Regions from separate parts of the Mus musculus genome. Here region 2 is linked to region 1. The links are chromatin contacts, called in public Hi-C maps. All regions are on one chromosome and are shown on one strand. The core of a region is the stretch at or near the end of the contact, and the rest is flanking DNA. Distances in the headings are between cores, read along the strand shown. Region 1 has its middle 21 kb from the start of Trim72. Region 2 holds the start of Itgam (integrin alpha M).

What was found. Hi-C and Micro-C count contacts between places; a contact is called where the count stands out from the background.
Region 2: a contact with region 1 is called in a Hi-C map of erythroblasts, with 2.2 times the contacts expected there. The contact joins the promoter of Itgam here to the enhancer-like site in region 1. A contact is called at or near these places in 4 of 39 promoter capture datasets (the C10 cell line, liver, macrophages and 1 more), 1 of 15 datasets of contacts at CTCF or cohesin (CD8 T cells), 10 of 484 Hi-C or Micro-C datasets (CD4 T cells, the G1E-ER4 cell line, Sertoli cells and 6 more), 9 of 115 datasets of contacts at active chromatin or transcription factors (the HPC-7 cell line, the SCID.adh cell line, bone marrow-derived macrophages and 4 more) and 3 of 9 other capture datasets (adipose tissue, liver and pancreatic islet).

The regions. Positions count from the first base shown.
Region 1 is chr7:128,021,933-128,029,810 of GRCm38.p6, forward strand. No RefSeq gene overlaps it. Among named protein-coding and RNA genes, the nearest start is that of Trim72, 21 kb to the left of the region's middle. Within about 2 kb of position 3,644, at least 58 of the 459 cell types and tissues checked have an H3K27ac peak or open chromatin away from gene starts, as enhancers often do. A contact at or near this core is called in erythroblasts, female germline stem cells, myocytes and 1 more, where this site is marked.
Region 2 is chr7:128,057,750-128,065,627 of GRCm38.p6, forward strand. It overlaps Itgam (integrin alpha M), which reads left to right and starts at 4,891. Exons shown (of 30, transcript NM_001082960.1): 1 at 4,891-5,021; 2 at 6,882-6,987. The coding sequence starts at 4,994. It also overlaps the pseudogene Gm22809.

The DNA of each region.
Region 1 (7,878 bases), core at 2,394-4,893:
TGTGAAGAGGCACCATGACCAAGGCAACTCCTGTAAAGGACAATATTTAATTGGTCTGACTTACAGGTTCTGAGTTTCAGTCCATTGTCATCGTGGCAGGATGCATGGCAGCATCCATGGGACTGGAGGAGCTGAGAGTTCTGTATCTTGATTCAATTGCAGCCAGGAGAGACTGTCACCCAGGCGGCTAGGAGGAGGGTCTCAAAGTCCACCCTCACAGTGACACACTTTCTCCAACAAGGCTTGTTATAGGTTGTCAAGAGACCCTTACTCACAAAGACCACAGAGACTGCCATCGTTGCAAAACACATGAGGATTTTACTTATCCAACATGTTGGGGAACCCTCTCTCAGCACGCAGACTGGAGGAGAGACCCAGAACAAAGAGGGAACACACTTTTTATACCTTTGTAAGGGGAAGATTTAGGCACCAGGGTAGTTTGGCTTATTTTAATTGGTGTAGCAAATAACCTTAGGCATTGGTTGGTTTGTATAGGGTGACTCTCATTTTGTCTGTCCTTGTGGTTTTTAGTGTGAGGCAGGGCAGGGGAATTGTTAATCTTGTTCTGGCAGCTGTAAGCTTAGTCATTTTGACCATTAAAACTATGTTTCTATATTTGTTTAGTCAGCCGACTTTTTATCTGGGTCTGTACTTGGCCTGCTAGTATAGTTTGGAAAGTCCTTTTGAAGGGGGAAGGTACTGGGCAGTCTTGAATTTATTTTGAATATTACAGGCTGTACTTACTCCAACAAGGCCACACCTCCTAATAGTGCCACTCCTTGGGCCAAGCATATTCAAACCACCACATAAGGCATGCTGAAAGTGGGAGAAATAGTCTTCTCCAGGGAGGAGCAATCCAATACGTCATCCAATACCAAATGGTCAGCCTTGAAAATATGTACATACAAGTAACATTATACAGACTGAACAGGACACACACACACACACACACACACACACACACACACGCATATACAGAAGAATTTGGAGGAAGGAAAGGGAAAGGAGGAATTATGTAACTATAATCTTAAAAATAAAAGAAAAACTGTTCTTAATGAAAATAACTCTTTTTAGAGGAGTCATCGAGGCGGCTCAGTGGGTAAAGGCTCTTTGCCATACAAGCTTGGTGACTTGAGTTTAATCCCCAGAGCCCACTTGCAGTTTGACTAAGCAATAGACTTCATGTGTTCATGAAAATACACCTACTCCCCAGTAGATGGCGCTGTTTTGGGCGGTTCTGGAACCTATGTGGCGCCATGTTGAAGAAAGTATGTCAAAGGAGGGGCAAGGTTTGAAATTTTAAAGCCCTCCTTCGCTTCCTGTCCTGACACCTGTGCAGATGAAAATGTGGTCGCACATGCTCCTGTCACCATGCTTGCCCTGCTGTTTCCATGACTTCTGGGCCTTCATGATTCCTATCCCGCTTAAGTGTTTTCTCCTGTAAGGTTTTTGACCATGATATTTTACTACAGCAACAGAAAAGTAACTCCCATGCTGTGAGAAGGTGGAGGGACAGAACTATCTCCGCAAAGTTGTTCATAGTATTACAAGTTTTTGGCTTATTAGTAGCATTTTTCAGTGTCAGCCACAAAAACCATAGAGCAGGAAGGGCTGCCCAGTGATCAGTTCTGAATCAAGATATTTTAGACATAACAGTTCATATTGACCTTTGATTCGATGGGTCCTCCGTAAAGCTTTGTGGACTTTCTTAAGATTAGCAAACCTCATACAGAACAGGGAATGTGGTCAGCATGTCCTTGATCCGAGTCACTTCTCTGTGTCAGTGACATCTGGCAGGCATGTTACAGCAACAATGTGAAATATCTGGCAGGCATGGAACAAAATGGCTACAGCTATTTTGGGGGGAGTCAGACACACACACCCCTTGTTGGAATGACTTACAGGCTGCAGTCCAGCTAGTCTTGGCTGTGAATGGAAAGTCCAATAATCCAGTAGTGCTCCGTCCACATTCTGAGTCTCACTTGGTCTTCAGTATATGCTGGAATCCCAAAGAAGTAGGCTTCTGTGTTAGTGAAGGAATGGACTTGCTTTCTAGGTGGTGGAAAATAAGCAAAAGGCAAAAGCTTCCTTCTTCTAGGTCCTTACGTAGGCTTCCAGAAGAAGGTGTGGTATGGATTAAAGGTGCATCTTCCTACCTCAAGATTTAGATCATAGGTGCGTGCCTTTCTACCTCGATGGTTTGGACTAGAAATGGATTTACGCAAGCAAAAACAATCCCTCACAGGTGTACCTTCCATTTCTGGATTATAGTTCATTCTAGATGTAGTCAAGTTGACAGACAAGAATAGCCATCACACCCTCACGTCCAGATGTCAGAGATTTACAGCTGTCTTCCCGGGCCTCCAGCTCTTGTGATCTTTTTTGCTCCCTCACTTGAGTGCTTTCTAAGCCTTTGAGAGTGTTATAGATGATGTCCACTTAGGGATGTGGACTCAAGAGTCACTCGTCCCCAGCACTGAGATCTCGTATGAGTCTCAGCATTAACGATCTCCCTCTGCAAAAAAGGAGCTTCTCTTATCAATAATATATGGGTGCAAACATAAACATTTAGCAAGAAGTTCAACAAGTGTTCATTAAGCAGAGCGTGTTGTAGGTCCTCGGTTTGGGTGTGACTTCCTCATCCGTAATCTTCTGAGCAGTTTCACGGTACCAGGCATGTAGTCGCGTGGCTTCAGATCTAATCACAGTGGTGACCACTGATGGCTTTTCTCTCCCAGCAGTCTGCCTGTGGGACTGTTAAAGCCACCTCAGAAGAAGCTCCAGCTCAGGTCTAGGCTGAATCCTCTGTGTCCTGGATACAAAGTGTGTGGCATCTTTAGCAACAGCATCCTCTGGGAGTGCCCTGGCCTACTGCGATGGAGATATCCAACAGTTGGTATTGGGATTTTCATGTAAAAACATATGGTTTCTGGGAGCAGCATGGCCCACACTGTTCTTTGCATTATGGATTCCTGCTCCTTGGGCGGGACTCCTGAGTCCTGAGTGCGGGCTACCTCTATCAATGTCACTCAACTCACTTGGAAGATTCATTGTTTCTGAAAGTTCCTTCTCCCCTCCCCACTGTAGAGATTGGCTTGTTTTCTTTTGTGTGGACCAGGATTTGCCTGCATGTACGTATGGTACCATGTGACAGAGGGCAGAAGAAGGCACTGTGCTCCCCTGGGTCTGGAGTTATGGATGCTTGTGAGTCACCCACCATATCGGTGTGGGAAAAGAATCCGGCCCTCTGCAAGAGTAGCCAGCACTCTTAATCATTGAGTCATCTCTCTAGCCCACTCCACCCCCTCCTTTTTCTTTTGAGACAGGGCTGGCCTCAAACTTTATATAGCCTAGTCTGGCCTCAAACTTGCTATGTAGTTGAAGGTGGCTGAGAACTCTGGATTCTTTTGGCCTCTACCTGCTAAGTGGTAGGACAATAGGCATGTGTTAGCATGCCTCGTTTTATTAATTATTATTTTACTATTATCATTTTTTTAAAGACAGTGTCTCACTGTGGAGACCAGGCTGACCTTGGGCTCATAGATATTCAACTAAACTACCTCTTCCTCTCAAGAAACTAAAGGCATGCACTATCATGCCTGGACTTGAATGCAGGATTTTGCAAGGCTGGGGTGGAGGTGAGTTTCTTAAGAGGAAACTTATGAGTCAGGAGACACCCACATGCTCCACGTGTTCAATTGCTTAAGACCCCAATGGCGGATAGGCTCTTTTGTGTGTGTGTGTGTGTGTGTGTGTGTGTGTGTGTGTGATGGTGCTGGGGATGAACCCAGGGCCTTGTACATACCAGGCACATTACCTACCACCCGGGAATAGATAAGAAGATAGGAATAGCTCTCATTGTATAAACACTTCAGTTTCCCCTGTAAACCACCACAAAATGTTGTAAAACAAATAGTAGGAGCCATCTTAAAAATGAATCCTTTCTTTGTTCCTTTTTTCTGGACTCAGGATTTCATGTAGCTCAGGCTAGCCTCAAACTGTGATGGCTATTCTTGGTTGTCAACTTGATTACATCTGGAATTAACTAAAACCCAAAAATAGAGGGGCATGCCTGTGAGAGACTTTTTCTTAATTTGAAGTGGGAAGTTTCATTTTTAATCTGGATGTATAAGGTAGGAAGACACTCCTTTATTCCAGATCTTTTGAGTTTGGAAAACCCACCTCTAATCTGGGCCACGCCTTCTGCAGGAAGCCTACGTAAGGACATGGAAGGAGGAAGCTTGCTCTCTGTCTGCTTGCTCTAATATCACAAGTCAGCCCATCCCTTCACTGGCATTAGAGAGAGCCTCCTTCTTTGGGATTCCAGTGTATATGTAAGGCCAGCTGAGACATCCAGCCTCACAGGCTGAACAACTACTGGATTCTTTGACCTTCTGTTTATAGGCAGCCATTGTTGGATTAGTTGGCCCATATATGTATATATGTATATGTGTATATGTGTATATGTGTATATGTGTATATGTATATATGTGTATATGTATATATGCATATGCATATGTATATATTATATAACTCTCCCCTTTCTCTGTCTGTCTGTCTCTGCCTCTCTCTCTCTAAGTTCTGTTCCTCTAGAGAACCCTGGCTAATACAGATTTTGGTACCAGAAATAGTTGTAGAGCAACAGAAGTACAGGGATGAGTCTTTAAAGCATCTGGAGTAGGTTTTCTGATTTGACAACACCGACAGTCGTGGAAGCCTCTCCTGTGAGCTTGGAGACTACCGAAAGTACATGGTGTAAACTATTTTACAAACCTAAGGAGACATGAAGTGGCAACTTCTGGTTTCTTTGGAAAGTCAGTTGTGTCGGATGGTGTTTTGCTAAAGCAGACAATGTGAAGGAGTGTTTAGCTGAAGCAGAGACAGGTTGAACTGGCTGGTTTTGTGTGTCAACTTGACATAGGCTGGAGTTACTACAGAAAAAGGAGCTTCAATTGGGGAAATGCCTCCAGGAGATCCAGCTGTAAGGCATTTGCTCAATTAGTGATTGTACTGGCTAGTTTTGTGTCAACTTGACACAGCTGGAGTTATCACAGAGAAAGGAGCTTCAGTTGGGGAAATGCCTCCATGAGATCCAGCTGTGGGGTATTGTCTCAATTAGTGATCAAGGGTTTCAGGCCCCTTGTGGGTGGGACAATCTCTGGGCTGGTAGTCTTGGTTCTATAAGAGAGCAGGCTGAGGAAGCCATGGGAAGCAAGCCAGTAAGGAACATCCCTCCATGGCCTCTGCATCAGCTCCTGCTTCCTGACCTGCTTGAGTTCCAGTCCTGACTTCTTTGGTGATGAACAGCAGTATGGAAGTGTAAGCCGAATAAACCCTTTCCTCCCCAACTGCTTCTTGGTCATGATGTTTGTGCAGGAATAGAAATGCTGACTAAGACAGTGATCAAGTAGGGAGGGCCTCTTGTGGGTGATGCCATCCCTGGGCTAGTAGTCTCGGGTTCTATAAGAACATAAGCTGAGCAAGCCAGGGGAAGCAAGCCAGTAAGAAACATCCCTCCATGGCCTCTGCATCAGCTCCTGTTTCCTGATCTGCTTGAGTTTCAGTCCTGATTTCCTTTAGTAATGAACAGTGGTTTGGAGGTGTAAGCTGAATAAACCCTTTCCTCCCCAACTTGCTCCTTGGTCATGATGTTTTGTCCAGGAATATAAACCCTGACTAAGATACAGGTGAAAGGCTGTTTTGCTAAAGCAAGCACATGAAAGAAAGGACTCATGATGAAGGATTCTTTGCTAGCAGCATGCATGTATTGATTTGGCTTACATTTTGTACTTGAACTGCATTTGTCTGGACTCCATAGAGAGAAATGCATCAAAAAATTCTGGTGATGTGGGGGCAGCTTCTTGCTGCTTCTCTGACTCAGCTGATTGGCAGAGTGATGTCGGCAGATATAGACACATGTGGAGTTTTGGTACTCACGTGCTGAGGCAAGGCAAGGCCTGTGGAGGATGTGTGATGTTTGGAGGACTCTACCGACAGTGAAGGAGGCTTGGCTGGGCCTGCTGGCATAGCTAGCTTTTCAAGCTTCTTGGTCTCAAGTCTTCGCTTCATTGAGAGAGGCAGGGCAAAGAACTTCTGGGATCCTTGATGTTCCTAATCTTTCCTGCTGACCCGTGCCGATTCAGCTGAGGCCTGGCTGTCTCTGCTAGGTTGTGCCACCGCTGCTGATCCATGTTTGCTATCCCAACTCCACCATACTGGGCTGCCTAGTACATTAGTGAAGTGTTTGTGAGTGGATGGAGCTGCTGCTGCAGAATCCTGTGAACTGAACTGCTGATTTCCCTTCGACACAGATAGGATTTGCTCCAAAGAACCATTTCTAAACAGGTCTATTTCCCCTGTAGCCTTTCTTTCCCTCTAGCTCTGGTGGGTGGTGGGCTAGAAGGGAGGTTGAAACATTTAAGAACCATCATTAGAAGTAGGCGTTGAAAAGTGAAGACCACAGAGACAAATGCATTTGATGATCTTGATTAACTGTGAGCAGCAATTGGAGAGCATGCAATTAGCCAGGCTCCATCTGGGTGGCTCTTAACTTCAGTTGGCCATGCTTTATGCCTCACTAACCCATGGCTCCCTACTTCTCTCCACCTTTTCTCTCTCCTCATGGTTCTCCTCAGACACCAAGCCCGGGAGCCCCAAACCCCGCCTATCTCAATTCTGCCCAGCTATAGGCTGTAGGCATCTTTATTCGCCAATCAGTCATAACTTGGGGGGCAAGGTCACATAGCATCTCTTGGGTCTCTGTGCAGATTTTCTCCTCCTTAGGGGCAGCTAGGCCTTAGGGGCCAGCATTTAGCATTAGGATACGTAGCAAAAGACCAAACCTCAACAGATCATCCATTAAGAAAATGCATATCAGGTTGGCTCACAGGCCAACCTGGTGGGAGCAATTTACTCAACTGAAGCTCCCTCTTACAAAGTGACTTCAACTATGCTAACTTGATGTAATAAGTAGCCAGTACAGTTTGAAGTACTTTGACAAAATTTCTTCTAAGTGGAGGAGACCATTTGAGCCATTGTCCATGATGACGGAGAGCCCACATCATTTTCCCTTTCTGGACAGCCATTTCTCTGTCTGTATTGAGAAAGAACAGGCCTAGATTATTTTCCGAGATCTAGTTGCCTTCGTTGGTCCCTCCCCAAACAGATCCAGGACAAAGATTCCAGAGCAATGCAGGCAGGAGTGCTAGGCCCCACTGGTTTATTCATTAAGGTAGTTGAGTCATTTCTGCTGTGAGGGCTTGATTGGCCCTGCCTGAGCTAGGGGTTCTGGAAGAAACAGTGCGGCTTGGAGAAGAGTAGGTAAGTAGTGGCTTCTTGGACCATCAGGTCTTGCACTGGGTCCAGAGGGATGGGATGGGTTTCCCAGGAAAGATTATTTAGATGTGAGGACAGAATGTCTGAATTGGGAGGACACACAGTAGAGCAAGGACAGTGTCTTAGTTAGGGTTTCCCTGCTGTGAACAGACACAATGACCAAGTTTATAAGGACATTTAATTGGGGCTGGTTCAGAGGTTCAGTCCATTATCATCAAGGTGGGAGCATGGCAGCATCCAGGCAGGCATGGCGCAGGAGGAGCTGAGCATTCTACATCTTCATCTGAAGGCTGCTAGGAGAATATTGGCTTCCAGGCAGCTCAGATGAGGTCTGAAAGCCCACACCCACAGTGACACACTTCCTCCAACAAGGCCACAGCTGCTCTAACAGGACCACACCTTTTAACTCCCTGGGCTGAGCATATACAAACCATTACAGAGAGGCTAAGTCTAGGATACAAGAGGATGGCTCAACATGAGTTTTACAGAAACAAGATGGGACCAGATCTAGGGTCTAGAAAGCAATGGGTAGGAATCTGAGGT
Region 2 (7,878 bases), core at 3,641-6,140, 37 kb after region 1:
TCTTGGCCCATAACCCTAATTAGTTTGCCTATGTAGAGGCAAAGGAAAAATCTCTCTCCATGGCAGATGAAGGGTGGTCACAGATTGGGCACAGAATTGAGAAGTGGGCTGTGCTGTTCACCTTGAACAGGAAGAATTTCTGTAGCCATTCGGTGAGTAGAACCTGATGCACGAGGCTTTGGGACTCTTGCCCCTGAAATCCAGCATTGTTCTGGGAGAAGCCCGAGCCGCATGCAGAGGTGCTGCAGTCACAGCTGCGACCTTAGTCTAGTCTACAGCCAGCACCGATGCTCAGCGGTGTGAATGACCCACCTGGGAAGGTCAGCCTAAGAGCAGTTGGCTAGCTCCAGCACTAGCCATGATCTGACGCCAGCCATGTGAGATACTTAGGTGGGAACTGTGAGCCAGGAACCAAAGAGCAACAACAGTAACAACCCACCACAGCAATACTAACCCTCTACAACAGTAACAACCACACAATGTGGGGTGGTGGGCTGTAAGAGGAAGCCTGGTAAGGCTGAGCTAAGGTTTGAAGCCCTGGAGACCCTGAAGGGACTGTAGGATCCTTGCCTGCTCCCAGAACCAGGCCCCTGTCACGTAGCCACAGCTCCCCGCCCCACACCCCTGTAGAGAGGTCTGTGGCCATCGGTCACATAGGGACAGCACCCCAAGCCCTCCCACATGTAGATAAGGTATCCCTAAGCTCTCAGACCAGGCCGATAGGAAACACCTACTGTCAGACCGTGACCCACCCCAAAACTGTATATAAAGATCCTATCCAGAAGGAATAAAGGTGTGTGAGAATTACTCTGTCAGCTGAGCACTTCTGTCATAGGAGCTGTATCACTGAAGCCAGGGGAGAGACCTGCTCTCCCAAAACGCCACCAGAAGCTACCCCTTCCCCCGGCACCCCTCACTGGCTAGTCAGCTCAACCCAGTCTGACTCAGTGCAGAGCGACCAGTGACCAGTGCGGTGTCTTGGAGCAACAGAAGCAGAAGCAGCAGCTGTGGAGGCAGCTGCAGCAGCAGAGGCACTCCCCGCACCACCCCCCCTGAGTTCGCTCCCTTTGCCTGAACCCTCGCACCTGGCTAGGCCAGAGATCTCTGTGGAAAGCCTCCAGTATACAGGCCCACACCACAACAATAACCCACTACAAAAATAACAACCTATCACAACAATGAACCCACCACAACAGTAATAACCACCACAATAAAGTGCTGTGCTAAGCTGTTAAGTTTTGGACTGGTTTACAAGGAAGTAACTGTTAACTGCCTTGTGTTTGTAATTCACTATCTTGGAGATGACAATATTTATTCATTTATATTTAATTTTTGTTTTCAAAAGAATATTATTTAATCTTTGAAATTTCTATACATCACACAACGTATTTTGTGATCAAAATACCTATCTACCATCATGCCCTGGAACTCTTTCCTTGTCACTCACTGTGCTGGCTAGTTTTAGGTCAGTTTGACACAAGCTAGGGGCATCTGAAAGAGGAAACCTCTACTGAGGAAATGTCTCCATAAGACCTGGCTGTAAGGCATTTCCTTAATTAGTGATTGATGGGGGAGGGCCCGGCCCACTGTGGGTGGTGCCATCCTGGGCCTGTGGTTCTGGGTTCTTTTTCTTTTTTTGGATTTTTCGAGACAGGGTTTCTTTGTGTAGCCCTGGCTGTCCTGGAACTCACTCTGTAGACGAAGCTGGCCTTGAACTCTGTGCTAAGAAATCTGCCTGCCTCTGCCTCCCAGGTGCTGGGATTAAAGGCATGCGCCACCACTGCCCGGCTGGTTCTGGGTTCTATGAGAATGCAGGCTGAGTAAGTAGTTCAGGTTCCTGCCCTGTCTGAGTTCCTGTTCTGACAAATAAACACTTTCCTCTCAAGCTGATTTTGGTCATGGTATTTATCATAGCAACAGTCCCCCATCTAAGACACCACATTAACTTCATGTCTTTCTTTGCTAGAAATAATCCCGAATGTTCAATTAGTGCTTTCCATATGAGCATGGGTGTCAGGCCACCCATTGGGAGATATATACATACATACATACATACATACATACATACACCTACATACACACACACACACACACACATACACACACACACATATGTATATATATATATATATATATATATATATATACATACACACACACACACACACATATATATATACATATATATATATACACCTACATACACATACACACACACATACACACACATATATACACACACATATATATATATATTGAGGTAATGTCTTAATTTATATCCTAGGTCAATCTTGAATTCATAGTAATCCTCCTGCATCAGCCTCTGAATGCTGAGACTATAGATATGTGTCACATTACATTTTAATTTTTTGGTGTATGTGTGTATGTGGTATATGTATGTCTTTGCATGGGTGTCTTCATATATGTGTGTGTGTATTTACACACCATGCATGTGTATTCATGCTTAGGTCAGAGGTTGGAGTTGTCAGGTGTTTTCCTCTATCATTCTCTACTTTTTTGAAACAGGGTCTTCACTGAGTGTGGAAGTTCATTGATCAGCTAGACTGGTTGGCCAGTGAGCCGCAGTGAGCCGCAGTGAGCCGCAGTGAGCCGCAGTGAGCCGCAGTGAGCCGCAGTGAGCCGCAGTGAGCCGCAGTGAGCCGCAGTCTGTCCTCCGTGCTGCGGTTAAGAGAGGTGTTACCACACTCATCCTTCACATGGGTTCTGGAGATCCCAACTCCGGCCTTTATACCTGTGGAGCAGGCACTTAACTCACTGAGCTACCTGCTCAGCCTCTGTGTTGCCAGGCTGGGCTGCTCCGCTGCCTTGCCTCAGGGGTGCCTGGAGCACTGCTGGAGTGCTGCTCGCCCAGGTGAGGCAGAATGAAGTCCCCGGTTGAGGCAAACACTAGAGTCTGGGAGCCCAGTTTGATTCTGAGTGAGTGCCACGAGAGTGCGGAGGGGCTGGGAGAGAGAAGGTCCTCTCGCCTTCTCTAGGCATGGCTCTTTAACACCCCTACCCCCCATCCTTAATGAAAACGTGGTCCTTGTTCCAACTGCTTTATTAGATGGCAGATGTGAATGCATGCACCTTACTCAGGGTGAGACAGGGATTAAATATCTCTTGTGGGAAGGACTGCCCAGGAAGGGAAGCTCATTGGCTGAACACTGGGGCCTATGTAGATTCCTCATTAGCATGGAGAACTCCAGGGTTTTTATGCTGTATGACTGGCTACCATGGCTCTCAGTGGGGTGTCATGGTTATGCGTTCCAGAGCAGGTAGAATTAGGCAGGGAGTTGAGCCCACTCCTACAATTCACATGGGTTCTGGAGATTCAAGGATTTGAACTCAGTCTTACCAGTTCTTCTGTCTGGTGGCATGGTTCCACTTGCCCCACATGTGTGTGTGTCTGAGTGTGCATGTAATAACTTTGAAACAAAGTATATAGAATTTTATTTATCTATTTTCCAGCAGGTAAACATCTACTTCCGTCGACTATTGTAAAATATAACTAGGAACAATAGAAAATGTGTCAAGATGAAGAGAAGGAAGCCAGGCCTGGGTGCATGCCTGTAGGTCTATGGCTGGGGAGGTTGAGGCAGGAGGATGACTGAGTCAGTGAGCTCAAGATCAGCTTGGACAACACATTGATAATGTAGAGAACAAGGTCCACGAGGTGGCAGGTAAAGGTGCTTTGTCACCAAGCCTGAGGACCTGACCTTGATCCCTGAGACCTGCATGGTGGAAGAAGAAAACTGACTCCAGCAAGCTGTGCTCTGACCTTCATACTTACACAGTTGAAACCCACAAGCATTCACACACACACACACACACACACACACACACACACACACACACGCACCAAATAAATAAGTAGATGTAAACAAGACAAAAACAAAACAAAACAAAACAAAACACAACCCAGAGAGTAAAGAAACCACTTTTTTTCTCAGCCAAGGGAAATGTACACAGTGCCCCATACCATAAGTCACGTAGTCGAGTATCCTAGATTTGGGAAAATCACGGGTCAGCACATTCCAAGTGCAATGGGTGTGCCTCGCTTGGGAAAACTACCTTCCTGATCATAGTGTCTCCCCTGCCAGGTAAGTACGAGAAACCACTGTTTTTTAAGAACAAGAACTTCGAGTAGACTCCACATGCAGCAAGGCAGGAATGGTTAAATATCTCCCAATACATCCTTCAGTTCCACTGTGTATAATAACATCAAGTTCTGTTTTCAAAATACTTTCATGAATTATATAGAGCACCACACTATGGCTAGACGCCGATGGTTTCTTTCCTCTTTGGGTATGTGTGCGCATGTACCATGGCGTGGATGGAGAGATCAGAGGAGAGCTGGGAGGAGCTGGTTCTTTTCTTCAACCGTATGGAAACTGGGGATTGGACACAGGTGGTCAGCGCTTAGTGGCAAACACCTTTACCAACTGAGTCACCTAGCTGGACCAACTCTTGGCTGTTTTTTCTTTTTGAAGAGATTTGTTATGCCGTATGTATGTGGGTGTTTTCCCTGCATGTTTGTCTGTGCATGAGTGCTGAAGGGAGCACCAGATGCCCTGGGACTGGAGTTATAGACAGTTTCTGAGCCTCCATGTGGGTACTGGGAGCAAGATGTGGGTCCCCTGGGAGACCAGCCTGATCCGAAACACTGAGCCTACTACTTAGCTTTTTTTTTTTTTTTCCATAATATTTGAGCTATCCCAGAGGTAGACGGGTGTCAGATGGCACCTTTGGGTGTAACCCTGATGGTTCGGGCCAGGAAACGGCATCAGGGACTGTTTTCTCCCGGAGGAAGGCTACAGAGGGCTGGGTGCTTGTAGAGCCTCCGCCCTCTTTCTTTGAGTCTCTCATAGCTTTTTCCTCATACTTCTCTGTTTTTACCCCTCCCTCCTGGCCTTGGTGGCTTCCTCAAAGTGTCTGTGGTGCCTGAAATACCACAGTTCACACTTCTTTCAGGGCCTTGTTCCTTTAAGTCATGACTCTTAAAGCTCTTCTGGTCACAGGTATGTCGGCGGGGTCTTGGGGGATCCTCAGGGTGGGGAGAAGGGGGTCCTCAGATTGGAAAGGAGGGGATCTCTTGGATCTATGAATGGAGAGGAAGGTCATAGGAAGGAGTAGGTGGGGAGAGATCAAAGGTTTTAGGGAATGTGGATACCGAGACTTGAACTCAGGTGGTCGGTGTTTAATGGCAAGCACCTCTACCAATTGAGTCACCTTGCTGGACAAACTCTTGGCATTTCTTTGAAAAAAGGGAATCATTGAGTGTGTGGGTGTTTTACCTGGATGCAGGTCTATCCATCAGGTGTGTGCAGTGCTAGTGGAAGTCAGTAGCGGGTATCAAAAGGGGAGGGGGATCTTTTGGATCTGTGAGTGGAGAGAAAGGTCAGGGAATAGGAAGGAGCTAGGTGAGGAGAGGCAAAGGGCATTAGGGAAGGATAAAGGATTCCAAAAGAAAAAGAGCAGAGGTAGGCAGGAGGAATAGTTAGGGATGCATGGATGAAGGACTAAATCCATCGATGCTGTGAGGGTTGTTTGGCAGACAGGCTACCAGGATCCAGAGAGGTGAAGGAGCTGCACCAGGGAGCGCAGCGGATACATTTCCGGCTGTGTTTCAACACATACCACTTCTCCTTAGTCTTACGTTCTAATTACCAAGAACCTAGTGTGGATGTTTGTTGAATGACTGATAATCAAAAAAAAAAACTGTTTTGTTTCCTTTTATGTCTACTTTTGTAGAGAGGGAGTCAAGAAGGGAAGGAACTACTTGAAACTTGCATAGGAAGGAAAATTTCTAACTGAGCCCTTTGTTGTGTAAACCATTGTGGTTGTGACAGTGGGGGAAGAGGCCATTGTGGGCTTAGAAAGGGACTGGTCATACCCCATCATAGGCATTTGTGCAGGCCTTTGAGCCTGCGTCAGCATATTTGGCCTGTGGGTTAAATACTCTTGCTACCTGTCTTAAAAGACAAACATCTATCATCCATCAATGATAGAGGATGCTAGCTTTACTCCCAGTGAAGTGAAATGTCACTCCTTAAGAGTCTCATTCATCTCCTGGATAAACCTGTATCACAAAAATTGTGATAATGGGCTACAGTTTGAGATTCCTTGATGAAAACTTGGTAGATAGAGGTGAAGCCCAGGGCTTGCCTAGTATGTACAAAGCTCTCAATTTGATCCCTAGCACCAGATAAACTGGATACAGTAGTGTACACCTGTAATTCCTGCACCCTGGGGGTGGGGTGTAGAGGCAGGAGAATCAGGAGCTTAAGATGGTCTTCAGCCTAGGATGTGTGAGACACTGTCTTGAAAAGCTCTTCAAGCTGGGTGTGATGGCACACACCTTTAATCCCAGAACTGGGGAGGCAGAGGCAGGTGGATCTCTAAGAGTTTGAGGCCATCCTGTTCTACAGAGATAGTTCCAGGATATCCAGGGCTACTCAAAGAAACCTTGTCTTGAAACAACCACACCAACACCACCTTTTCCTCTATGGTCTTACTATGCAGTCCTGCTGGTCTGGAACTCACTGTGTAACCAGCTGGTCTTCTGTAGAAAAAGAGGATGGATTTCTGTGTGGTGGCCCACCCCTGCACCCCCAGCATTTGAGAGGTAGAATGGGAGACAGGAAGACCAGGAGGTCTAGGTTATCCACAGTTACACTGTAGTGTTCCAGGCCAGACTGGACTATATACAATCCTGTCTCAAAAACATAACAGAGAGATCCCACACTGTGGATCCCTGCCCAGGACCATCAGAGCTTCAATGAATGTGGACAGGAATGGTCACGGGTGGAAATGTGTGTTGTTCTCTTAACCATATTGGTTCCTTTGCTTTGACTCTTACTTCTCCGTTATCCTTCCAGCCCTAGCCTTGTGTCATGGCTTCAATCTGGACACTGAACATCCCATGACCTTCCAAGAGAATGCAAAAGGCTTTGGACAGAGTGTGGTCCAGCTTGGCGGAACCAGGTAAAGTCCTCAGGGGAGCCTGCTGTCTGCTTTGCATGGAGAAGCTAGGGGAAAGAAGAATTTCCTTATTGAGGTCTCTTTTCTTTTCTTTTCTTTTCTTTTCTTTTCTTTTCTTTTCTTTTCTTTTTTTTCTTTTCTTTCCTTTTCTTTTCTTTCCTTTTTTTCCTTTCCTTTCTTTTCTTCTCTTTTCTCTCTTCTCTTCTCTTCTCTTCTCTTCTCTTCTCTTCTCTTCTCTTCTCTTCTCTTCTCTTCTCTTTTTCCTTTCTTTTTTCTCCTCTCCTCCCCTCCCTTCCTCTTTTCTTTTCTTTTCTTTTCTTTTCTTTTCTTTTCTTTTCTTTTCTTTTCTTTTCTTTCCTTTCCTTTCCTTTCCTTCCTTTCCTTTTCTTTTCTTCTCTTTTCTTTGATGAGGGTGGAATCCAAGGTTTGCAGATGCTCTACCACTGAGCTACACCCCCCACCCTCATGACTGATTTGTCTTTTTTTTCTTTTTTGAATCAGTAGTAAGGTTTCAGGAGTCCAAATTTTAAAAAACCCAAGAAAGTTGAGAACAAAAAGTTCTTCTTATTCCCTGTATCCCTTCCTGGGGGTGGGGTGGGGGGGGTGGGGGTGGGGGTGGGGGTGGGGGTGGGGTGGGGTGGGGGAGATGTCCTGACAATTGGCTTCTTATGGTCCTTCAGGAGAGATTTTTATCTGTCTCTATATCTACCTCCTAACTGCTGCCTACCTCTCCACTCTCAATCTGTAGCATGAGCTTTGCTCAAGTTATGGCTTACTTTCAGGTTCTGAATATAAATTTTATCAGACCCAATCCTGCTCTTTTGCTACTCAGAATAAAGATAAGTGATAAGGGGCACAGTTCACAAAGCCTGAAACGCTTTCCTTTAGAGAAAT